Regions from separate parts of the Mus musculus genome. Here regions 1 and 2 are each linked to region 3. Evidence: chromatin contacts called from public Hi-C and HiChIP or PLAC-seq data. All regions are on one chromosome and are shown on one strand. The core of a region is the stretch at or near the end of the contact, and the rest is flanking DNA. Distances in the headings are between cores, read along the strand shown.

The links. Hi-C and Micro-C count contacts between places; a contact is called where the count stands out from the background. HiChIP or PLAC-seq counts read pairs in DNA pulled down with a chosen protein or histone mark.
Region 1: an H3K4me3 HiChIP or PLAC-seq map of embryonic basal ganglia shows a contact between it and region 3, with 6 times the contacts expected there. The contact joins two enhancer-like sites. A contact is called at or near these places in 1 of 15 datasets of contacts at CTCF or cohesin (embryonic stem cells), 6 of 484 Hi-C or Micro-C datasets (CD8 T cells, ECoMG myeloid progenitors, bone marrow-derived macrophages and 3 more) and 9 of 115 datasets of contacts at active chromatin or transcription factors (cardiomyocytes, embryonic basal ganglia, embryonic brain and 4 more).
Region 2: a contact with region 3 is called in a Hi-C map of cerebral cortex, with 2.6 times the contacts expected there. The contact joins two enhancer-like sites. A contact is called at or near these places in 2 of 15 datasets of contacts at CTCF or cohesin (embryonic stem cells and stem cell-derived epiblast-like cells), 13 of 484 Hi-C or Micro-C datasets (the G1E-ER4 cell line, the HL-1 cell line, bone marrow-derived macrophages and 6 more), 2 of 115 datasets of contacts at active chromatin or transcription factors (astrocytes and embryonic basal ganglia) and 1 of 9 other capture datasets (embryonic stem cells).

What each region holds. Positions count from the first base shown.
Region 1 is chr12:112,169,474-112,172,234 of GRCm38.p6, forward strand. The region is part of intron 5 of Kif26a (kinesin family member 26A); the gene reads left to right. Among named protein-coding and RNA genes, the nearest start is that of Kif26a, 25 kb to the left of the region's middle. Within about 2 kb of position 1,373, at least 43 of the 459 cell types and tissues checked have an H3K27ac peak or open chromatin away from gene starts, as enhancers often do. A contact at or near this core is called in embryonic basal ganglia and embryonic forebrain, where this site is marked.
Region 2 is chr12:112,076,392-112,079,293 of GRCm38.p6, forward strand. No RefSeq gene overlaps it. Among named protein-coding and RNA genes, the nearest start is that of Aspg, 29 kb to the right of the region's middle. Within about 2 kb of position 1,465, at least 2 of the 459 cell types and tissues checked have an H3K27ac peak or open chromatin away from gene starts, as enhancers often do. A contact at or near this core is called in cerebral cortex, where this site is marked.
Region 3 is chr12:112,540,203-112,543,021 of GRCm38.p6, forward strand. No RefSeq gene overlaps it. Among named protein-coding and RNA genes, the nearest start is that of Gm40584, 6.0 kb to the left of the region's middle. Within about 2 kb of position 1,514, at least 36 of the 459 cell types and tissues checked have an H3K27ac peak or open chromatin away from gene starts, as enhancers often do. A contact at or near this core is called in cerebral cortex, embryonic basal ganglia and embryonic forebrain, where this site is marked.

The DNA of each region.
Region 1 (2,761 bases), core at 123-2,622, 370 kb before region 3:
ACTGGCTTGGGGTTGAGTGCAGGCATTTGGCATGGGAGTCACATCCACGTTCAGCATGGCTAGGAGTGCTGTGGCCAGACCAGGGAAGGTTGAGCTGACTCTGAAAAGCCTCTCAATTCTGGACCCACCTCCAGATGAGTGGATCTGAACCAGAAACCTGCGCCTATCCCAGGCCACTGTATTGCAGTGGTGGGTCTAGTTGGGCAGCTCAGCTGTCTGGGTCTTTCTGTGTAGGGTGAAGGCCTGTATAGTTGTTCAGCCCCCCTGGTGGGCGGGACGTGAGCAGGGCAAAGGCCGCCTGCCCTCTTTTAGGACAGAGTTCTAGGTGTCAGGTAGCTGCACCTGCCTCTGTGCCTACTCTGTTGGGAGGAGGAGTGTTCCTGACCCCCACTACCTGTGCCTGCCAGTCCTTGGCTGTCCCCACCTTTCACACTGGTAGTGTTTACTAGATGAGGTTTCAGCGCTGTCTAGTGAGAGGGAAGGAGGGAGATGGGACCCAGGCCTAACTGACTTGAACACTCCAATCTCTTCTCTACCTGCCACAGCTCTGGGACAGACAGGTGGTTCCCATGGATCAGGCTGTCATATTTGGGCTGTGTGGGCATAGAGCCAGGCTGAGACCCCCGAAAAGGCCAGGCCCAGGACCAGCCTGCTCAGTTAGCCTGTCTGCCCACCTGACATCTCTTCCTCAGGGGCTGTGGTGGGAGCAGGGAGTGTCTGCCTTAGGGCTGGTGGCATAAGGAATTCCATTTAAGCTCCAAGTAGGCGGGTGGTGCGCGCCTTTAATCCCAGCACTTGGGAGGCAGTGGCAGGGGGATTTCTGAGTTCGAGGCCAGCCTGGTCTACAAAGTGAGTTCCAGGGCAGCCAGGGCTACACAGAGAAACCCTGTCTCGAAAAAACAAACAAACAAACAAACAAACAGCTCCAAGTGACAGCTCTTCTTTACTGTCACTGTATTTGGGGGCCTACCAGGTCTCTGCCGCTTAAGGGAAGCCCTCAACCTTCTTGCTGCTGACTCTGGACCATTAGGGGCTTCCCCCAGAGACCAGGTGTCCAGGCCAGCAGCCTGTTAACCAGCCCCTGTCCCCCATACCTCTGTACTCCTCCTGGGCCCTAGGTGCTAATAGCACTAATGTCACATCACCAGAAGCGCCTCCTGAAAGGCATTTAATATTGCCACAGAAAAGAAGTTAGATTACATTCAGTGTCTGACATTAATGTGCTACTTAAGGTAATTCATCATACTGTGGTATTAAAAAAGACATCTCTGGTGTTGGGTGCTGAGTGGCGCCCCTCCCCCCTCCCCAGATCGGTCCACCTCTGGGGAGCTAGAAGCCCTGCTTTTATGTAAAAAAACGTGCTTCCCTTCCCCCCAGCGCCAGCGAGCAGCGGCTTTGTGATATCTGCACATTTGGGGGTTGAGGATGCTCTTGTCTCCTGAGAGACCCTGTCATTTCCCTGAGGTAATGACAGGTTCTTTCCAGCAGACAATGGATGGGGGCAGTGGGGGGCAGGCTGGACGAGATGCCCTGCTCGTTCCCCTCCCTGCCTGGAGACTCGGGATCAGTGTCTGCTCAAGAGGCATCGAGAGAGACGTCAGAGCCAAATCTCGTAGCTTCTCCAGGCCTCTCCTCCCCGCTAGGCAGCCTCTCACATCTCCAGAACCCATTTGGCTCCTGAAGTGGTGAAGAGTTCACACTGGAAAAAAAATTGCCAAAAATTACCTGGAAGTGCACATTTTCGTCTGCATTGCGCAGTGGTTGGAAATGAAACCGTTTTGTTCATGTCTCCGGGGAGTAAAAGAATCGATTCTTGCCTGATGGAGCCCAGGTTCTGAGTAGCACAATAGCCATGGATTTCTTTCCTCCTCTCTCTCTCTCCCCCAGAGGGTGGGACACTGCACTCCATGGGAGGCTCTGCATATCAATGTGCCCCTTGTCTGGTGGGAGCAAGCCTGTGGTGCCCGGGCTGGCTGCCCCCCTAAACCAATTTTGCAGCGTTATGTATCTGTCACTTACAATTAAATCCTTGAAAAATATTGGTTCTGAAATGAGTCTTGGTAATTTGATTTACACCAATGTGGAGAAGTCAGAGATTTCACTGGAGAGTGAAAGGTGTGGCCTCCAGGCAAAGGGGAGCCCTAACTCAGGGTGGCCTTGAGGAAATAGTGCCTGCCAACCTCACACCTGCCCCAGCCTCCCTCCCCTGCACCTGTGGGGAATATCCATTCCCCACACAGGTTTTGGGGTGCTGAAATGCAGTTTTCTTTGGCATCTTCATATCCTCCATTTTCATTGAGAGTTCAGGGCCTGGCATGGGCACAGGGCACACTGGAGTCTCCTTTGTGTTCCTGCCATGGCCCAGGCTGACTAGTCAATAGCAGAGTTCCTGGAGCTCAAGTCCACCAGGCTGACTAGTCAATAGCAGAGCTCTGGGAACTCTGGGCCACCTTTGTCCTCTCCTCTCCCACACCCCTCCCACCCTCAGCTTCCCCAAACTGGGACTTGTTAGACAAGATTTCAGAATTCCCTCTTCTCAGATTGGGTCCTCATTCTGGTTGGAATTTCCTCCGCTTTTTGCCTATTGTAGTTTTTCTCTTCCATGATGATGGCTTCCTGAGTTGGTTCAAGGCAGAGGCAGCAAGCATGGAGTTTCTCCCCAGAACCTGGCCCTCCCAGGCCTTTCGCCCCTCTGTGGCTTTGTTCATTTGTACATCCCACGGGTGTGCTTGTTGTCCTCTTGGAGTGTGAGTCTTTCCAC
Region 2 (2,902 bases), core at 215-2,714, 460 kb before region 3:
ACACACACACACACACACACACACGAGAGAGAGAGAGAGAGAGAGAGAGAGAGAGAGAGAGAGAGAGAGAGAGAGAGAGAGAGAGAGGCTGCTCAAGAAGTTAACATCAGTTGCTCTTGCAAATGATCTTGGTTTGGTTTCCAGCAAACTCATAATAACACACAACTATCTATAACCCCAGATCCAGAGAATCTGATGCCCTCTTCTGGCCTCTGTGAGCACCAGGCATGCAAGCACATATTCCAGCATGTGGAAGACTGAGGGAGGGGGAGTTCAAGACGAGGCCTCCCAGTTCTACAGTGAGACCTTTACAGGCATGGTGGCTCACTCCTGGAACCCTAGCACCTGAGAGGCTGAGGCAGGAGGATTGCAAGGTTAACCTGTAGTACAGAGAGAAATCTCTGACAATAAACAAACAAACAAACAACAAAACAAAAAAAACCCATAAAACCAAACAACTACATTGAGAGATTCCATCTCTATTTAGATTAGCTGGGGTTTTTTTGTTGTTGTTGTTTTGTTTGTTTGTGTTTTTAAACCATTATGGAGGGAAAGGAACCCTTGTATAGTTAGGAATGTAAAGTAGGAAGGCCACCATGAGAAGAGGCAAACATTCCTCAAGGTGCTAAAGGTTGAATTGTTGGATGACCAGCTCTGCCTCTTGGGTACAGCCCTGAGGAATCCCACATCCCACACCACAGAGACTGAGCTGTTCGTCCTTGTTTATTGAGACACTACTCATAATAGTCAAGGAATGGACCTGGGACCTACCTGTGAATAGTGAGAAAACATGATGTGTGTGCACAGTGGACAGAGTTCTAGTCATAAGACTAAAATCATGTCTCTGCAGGAAGTCATCGGAACTGAATCGTTATATTAAGCAAAACAAGCCAGACACAGAAAGACAAATATTACACATCTTCATTTGAAGCAAAGACCTGAAAGTGGAAAATAGGCATGCAGTGGGCAGAAGTTGGGAAGGCTGGAGAGCGAGAGGATCGGGGAGGCTGGGCTTGATACAAACATGGCAGAGAAATGCCATCGATGTATTAAGCCAATCAGAACAAAAATAAACACTAAGATTATTTTTTTTCCTTAAAGAGTCAAGTCTTTGGATTTTGTCAGAGACCAGCCACTGAGCATCAGGTCAAGGGGCGCTCCTGTGTGTGCTGGTGCTTGCCCTGAGGGAGGACATGAGGTGAAGGGGCAGAAGCCACAGAGTTGGCAGAAGGAGCTTTTGAGAGAAGGTGAGACCTGCTTTTGTGTTTGGGCACCTGCTGAATCAGAAATGCCACGCCTGGGGGACTGTAACGCGGGAGCCCAGGCAGGTGCCTGGGCCCCACTTGCTGTGTCACTCAGACGCACACCCATCTCCCAGGACCCATTACTCTTGTCTGCCTTAGTCCTCTGTCCAGCAGGGACCCTGGGATTGTGCTTCCCAGCGTCAGCAGCAGGTGGCAGTCCTGAGCTAGCAACGCACAGTCCTTTGCTACCCTGCTCATCCCTTTTTGGTCTTGAAGGGGAGAGACCACAGAGACAGGGCTGCCAAGGGCCCCAGGGCCAGTGCAGGCTGCCTGATGCATTTTACTGAGTGGTGTGCACACTGGCCACCAGATCAACAGCATGGGACATAGTAGGCATGAACAGCTGCTTCCTAGTCACACTTAGGAAATCGGTAATTATCTAGTAGTTCCAATAGGAACAAGCAACGACAGGGTCCCTGCTCCCATCTTTGAGTTTTTCTGCAGTTGTCTCCATCCTAAGCAACTCCACAGTTTCCCTTCCGGTCACTGGGAGGACCAGATGCTGTTCTGGTTATCCACACACCCTGTACCCTTGCCACCCACCCACAGCACATCAATCTTTTAGACTAAAAATGGCATCCTGACCAATGACATCGACTTGGTAAATAGCAATTTTCTTTCTGTGAAAATCGAGAGATGCAGTTTGATTGTACAGTAGTTATGACTTTAATACATAAGGTTATTATTTTGTTTCACAGGTATAATTCTGTATCTACATATTTTAAAATAATTGTCATCTTAGTAGTATATTTATATGTTATAAGGGAACCTGGAAAGTGGCCTAAGGCGAAAGCTTGGCTCTCCATCTCTGACCCAGGCTCTTCAAGGGTGGTCTCTGCTTCCATCTACACATTCCTTCAACAAGCACCTATTGGACACTTGTTGTGTTCAAGGCAGAAATGGGGACCCTGGAAATCAGGGGTGAGCATAGTGCACCTGTCTCTGTGTCCTGTGGAAGCTTACTGTGCTGTGTCGAGCCACGTGGCAGATGAATTAATTAGGCAACTGTGTATGTTTGTGTGTATGGGGGGTGGGCATCAAGCCAGACTAGGGAAAGCTGGGGAAATAGACAGCACTCTAACCCAGGCTTCTGGACACTGAGCAGCCCTGCTGGAGTGACTGCTTGGAGCTATCCAGAGGGGGAAAGTTCTGCGAGCACAGAATTCAGTCAAATGAACAAACTGCAGACAAGAGCCTGGCCCTGCGTGGAGGGAGGCACGGGAGAGCCGTTCTGAGGGGACACTGGCAGGGTCCTCATCTGGGTCAAGTGCAGATGGCTGGGGAGCAGAGGGGTATGGCCAGGCTAAGAGCAGGGATGTTCAGAAGAGCTTTTCGTTGGTAGTGGAAACTAGGAGGATTCAGCAAGAAGATGTACTACCCCAGTGACCTACTGAAGATGCAGATGCTTTGTGGGGTAGAGTGCCCCAGGGGAGACGCTGGTGGCCAGCAGAAGTGACCAGGTAAGGCAGGATGGCTGGAGTAGGCAAGCACAAGAAGTCAAAAGAGCCTTCAGTGACACTGGTGTAGTGTCCTAAAGTGTCCTCTATACACACACAGTCGGTGACTGTGTCCTTGCGAGAGACCATGAGGATGGAGGT
Region 3 (2,819 bases), core at 264-2,763:
GAGCCCTGCCTCAGTTTACCCATTTCATTGCCATGACTGTGGGACCAGGTCACCTCAGCCATGTGCTCCATCGCAGTGCATGGTGACATCAGGTCTGGAAGCAATCATGTCCCTACAACTTGCATGCACAGATGGGCCCCCAGCCTGAGGGTTCAGGCAGCAGCCTGTGTGATCGTGCTGCGAGCAGACCCAGCACCTCCAGGGGCCTAAACAGCCAGGGCCTACTGACATGGCACCAAGTGCCATTTGGAGAAAGTGTTTCGCCGGAGTTGTCTATAAGCCTTCTGGAAGATTCCAGTCAGATCAGGAAATTTCAGTGCCTTCAGACTGATGCCAGCAGCTCTGCACGGAGCCTGAGAGACGGGATTCATCTATTTGTGAACGCTGCAATCTGCGTGTTCTCCTGTGGCACTAGGTCTGAGTCTACTGAAAAAGCAAGGGCCCTGGGAGCACCAGTTGGAACCCACTTCCGAGGATCGCGGTTCTGCATGTTCAGACACCGTTGCCCCACTTTAACCTGTTTTTATTTTCCTCTTTATGTATGTGTAGCGTGAGCTATGATAAAAACCTATGATTAAATAAGTCCAAAGCAGTTCTTTGCTGAATATAAAGTGGGGCTTCTGTATGATCAAGAGTCACGTCAGGGTTTTATAGGCGGTGTTTTTTCTTTCTTAGAGGTGCATAAAACAACAGGCCACCTTCCAATCAACAGCATTGAACAAAGTGGCTAAAGAGTAATAGCAATGGGCCCATCAGAGAGGAGTGAGAGATGCCCAGAGCTGGGGGGAGTGGCCACAGAGAGTATCTCAGTGGACACAGTGGACACAGTGGACACAGGAAGGGATCTGTAAACCTCAATGCCTATTCAGAACTTCTCAAACTCCCGGAAGGCTGCTGCAATGAAAGGCTTCTCTTTCCCCTGGTGGGACCCATCTTCCAAACCCTCCGGAAATGTCAGACACGAGAGACCTCCCAGCTCCAATCTCTGCATGACCAGAAGTCACACAAAGGCATCCCTTATCGCCTCACTGCCCGAAAGTCCCGAGCAACACTGCAAGTCACAGAAAAGTAACAAGAGGTTTAAGATCAGGAAAGGAAGAGATAAAGCTGCCAGGACTTGTGGATAACAAGGCACCTGGGTAGGAAATGTAACCGGATCAGCAGACTGCTGGAACGGGCTACAGCTACAAGATAAAGCCACAAAGATCAATAATATTCCTGCACACCGCAGGACCCAGCCAGCAAATAAGGCCTGTTCACGACAACAGCTGAAGCAATTAAGTAGCTGAGAATTAAGCTACCAGAGAATGGCTAGGCCCTGTGAAAGGACTCAGCTGAGCAACTAAAAGGAGAAGGTGCAGTGGTCAGACATGGGGGTGGGGGAGTGGGGGGGGGCTCTGGATAGCACCGCCAACAATTGTCCCCAAATTAGTCTCTCTGTTAATGTCATTCAAATCACAGTTCCTGAAGGCTCTTTTCGGAAACTCGACAACCCTATTCTCAGCCTGCAAGGAAGAATAAAAAGCCCTTGAATGGGGAAGCTGATTGGAAAGAAGGCAGGGGAAGGGCACGCTCTGCCAGGATGGAGACAGGCTGCATAGCCATGGCAACTAAAAATAAAATGACAGAAAGCAGGCAAGGTGCCACCAAGGAGCACACTGACTCTGAACAGGCACATGAGAGCTCATGTAGGTCAGAGGGGACCCTGCACATCAGGGGGGACACAGTCGCCGGGTAAGCAGCTTGTGATGTGGAACAAAATGAAGTTGGATCCCCATGCTATACCATGTTACAAGTTGGCTACGGCTGGATTACAGCTGAGTGAGCTTTAACAAAATGTGAGAGGGCTGGGGTGGGGAACGTGGGGCAGACATGTTCTATTCATGTGATGACAGAGATCGGGGCCTAGCGACCCCCAGTCACCACTCCGCCACAGCAATAGTCAAAGTGAGCAGAACAAAGACACTGCTGGCCCTGGGACTGGGACAGCCAGGAATACAGCCTGAAGATGCTCTGACCCCAGAGACCGGCACCCAGCCTGCTGGAGAACAAGCTGCCAGGAGTCCAGGCATTGGCACCACGTCTGATCCCTTCTCCCAGATTCCCACCATCCCCTGCCAACTAAACCTTGCTACATGTACATGATGGACAGAAGCAGGAGCTAATTGTTAGAAATACTGGTTTTGTAGCCTGAGACGAGGGCCTTCACCAGGAGGTCTTGGCAGGTACCTGAAGGTCAGCTGGAGCCATTAGGGCACTTGGGTGTGGAAAACAGACAGGTTCTGACTAAAGCAGGCGCTGGTTGGGGCCAGAGGCTGCAAAGTCGTGAGAAGGCCAGCAGACTTGTTTTAGCCCAAGCGTTCCCTGGAGACCCCCTCTTCCCCCAAGGCCACCATAACCACCAGCTTCAAACAGGTTCTTTGAGGGGGAGGAGAAGCAATCTCGTTCATATAAATGTTTAACTAGGAATTAATATTTATGAGGCTCTTGAATGACGGGCTGTGGGTTTAATAAATATTAACACAGACTGGGTTTCCCTTCCCTTCCCCCTCACTTAGTGTTGATGCCTCGGTTTGTGTACCATGCATTATTCAGCCGTCCCTGAGATGGGTCCCACTCCTTGCTCCCTGGCTCCTGAGGGGAGGCCTACAGGCTTCGGGGAGAGAAGTCACCAGACTGGGGAAGTCTTCGTGTCGCCCTGTCCCCATTCGGCTCACCCTTGCCCTTTGGCCCTTATTCTAGCATAACACAGCCATTTCCACGACCGGAGGTGTCGCAGGGTCCAGCCAGTCTCAGTCACCCATTCTCCACGCCCTCAG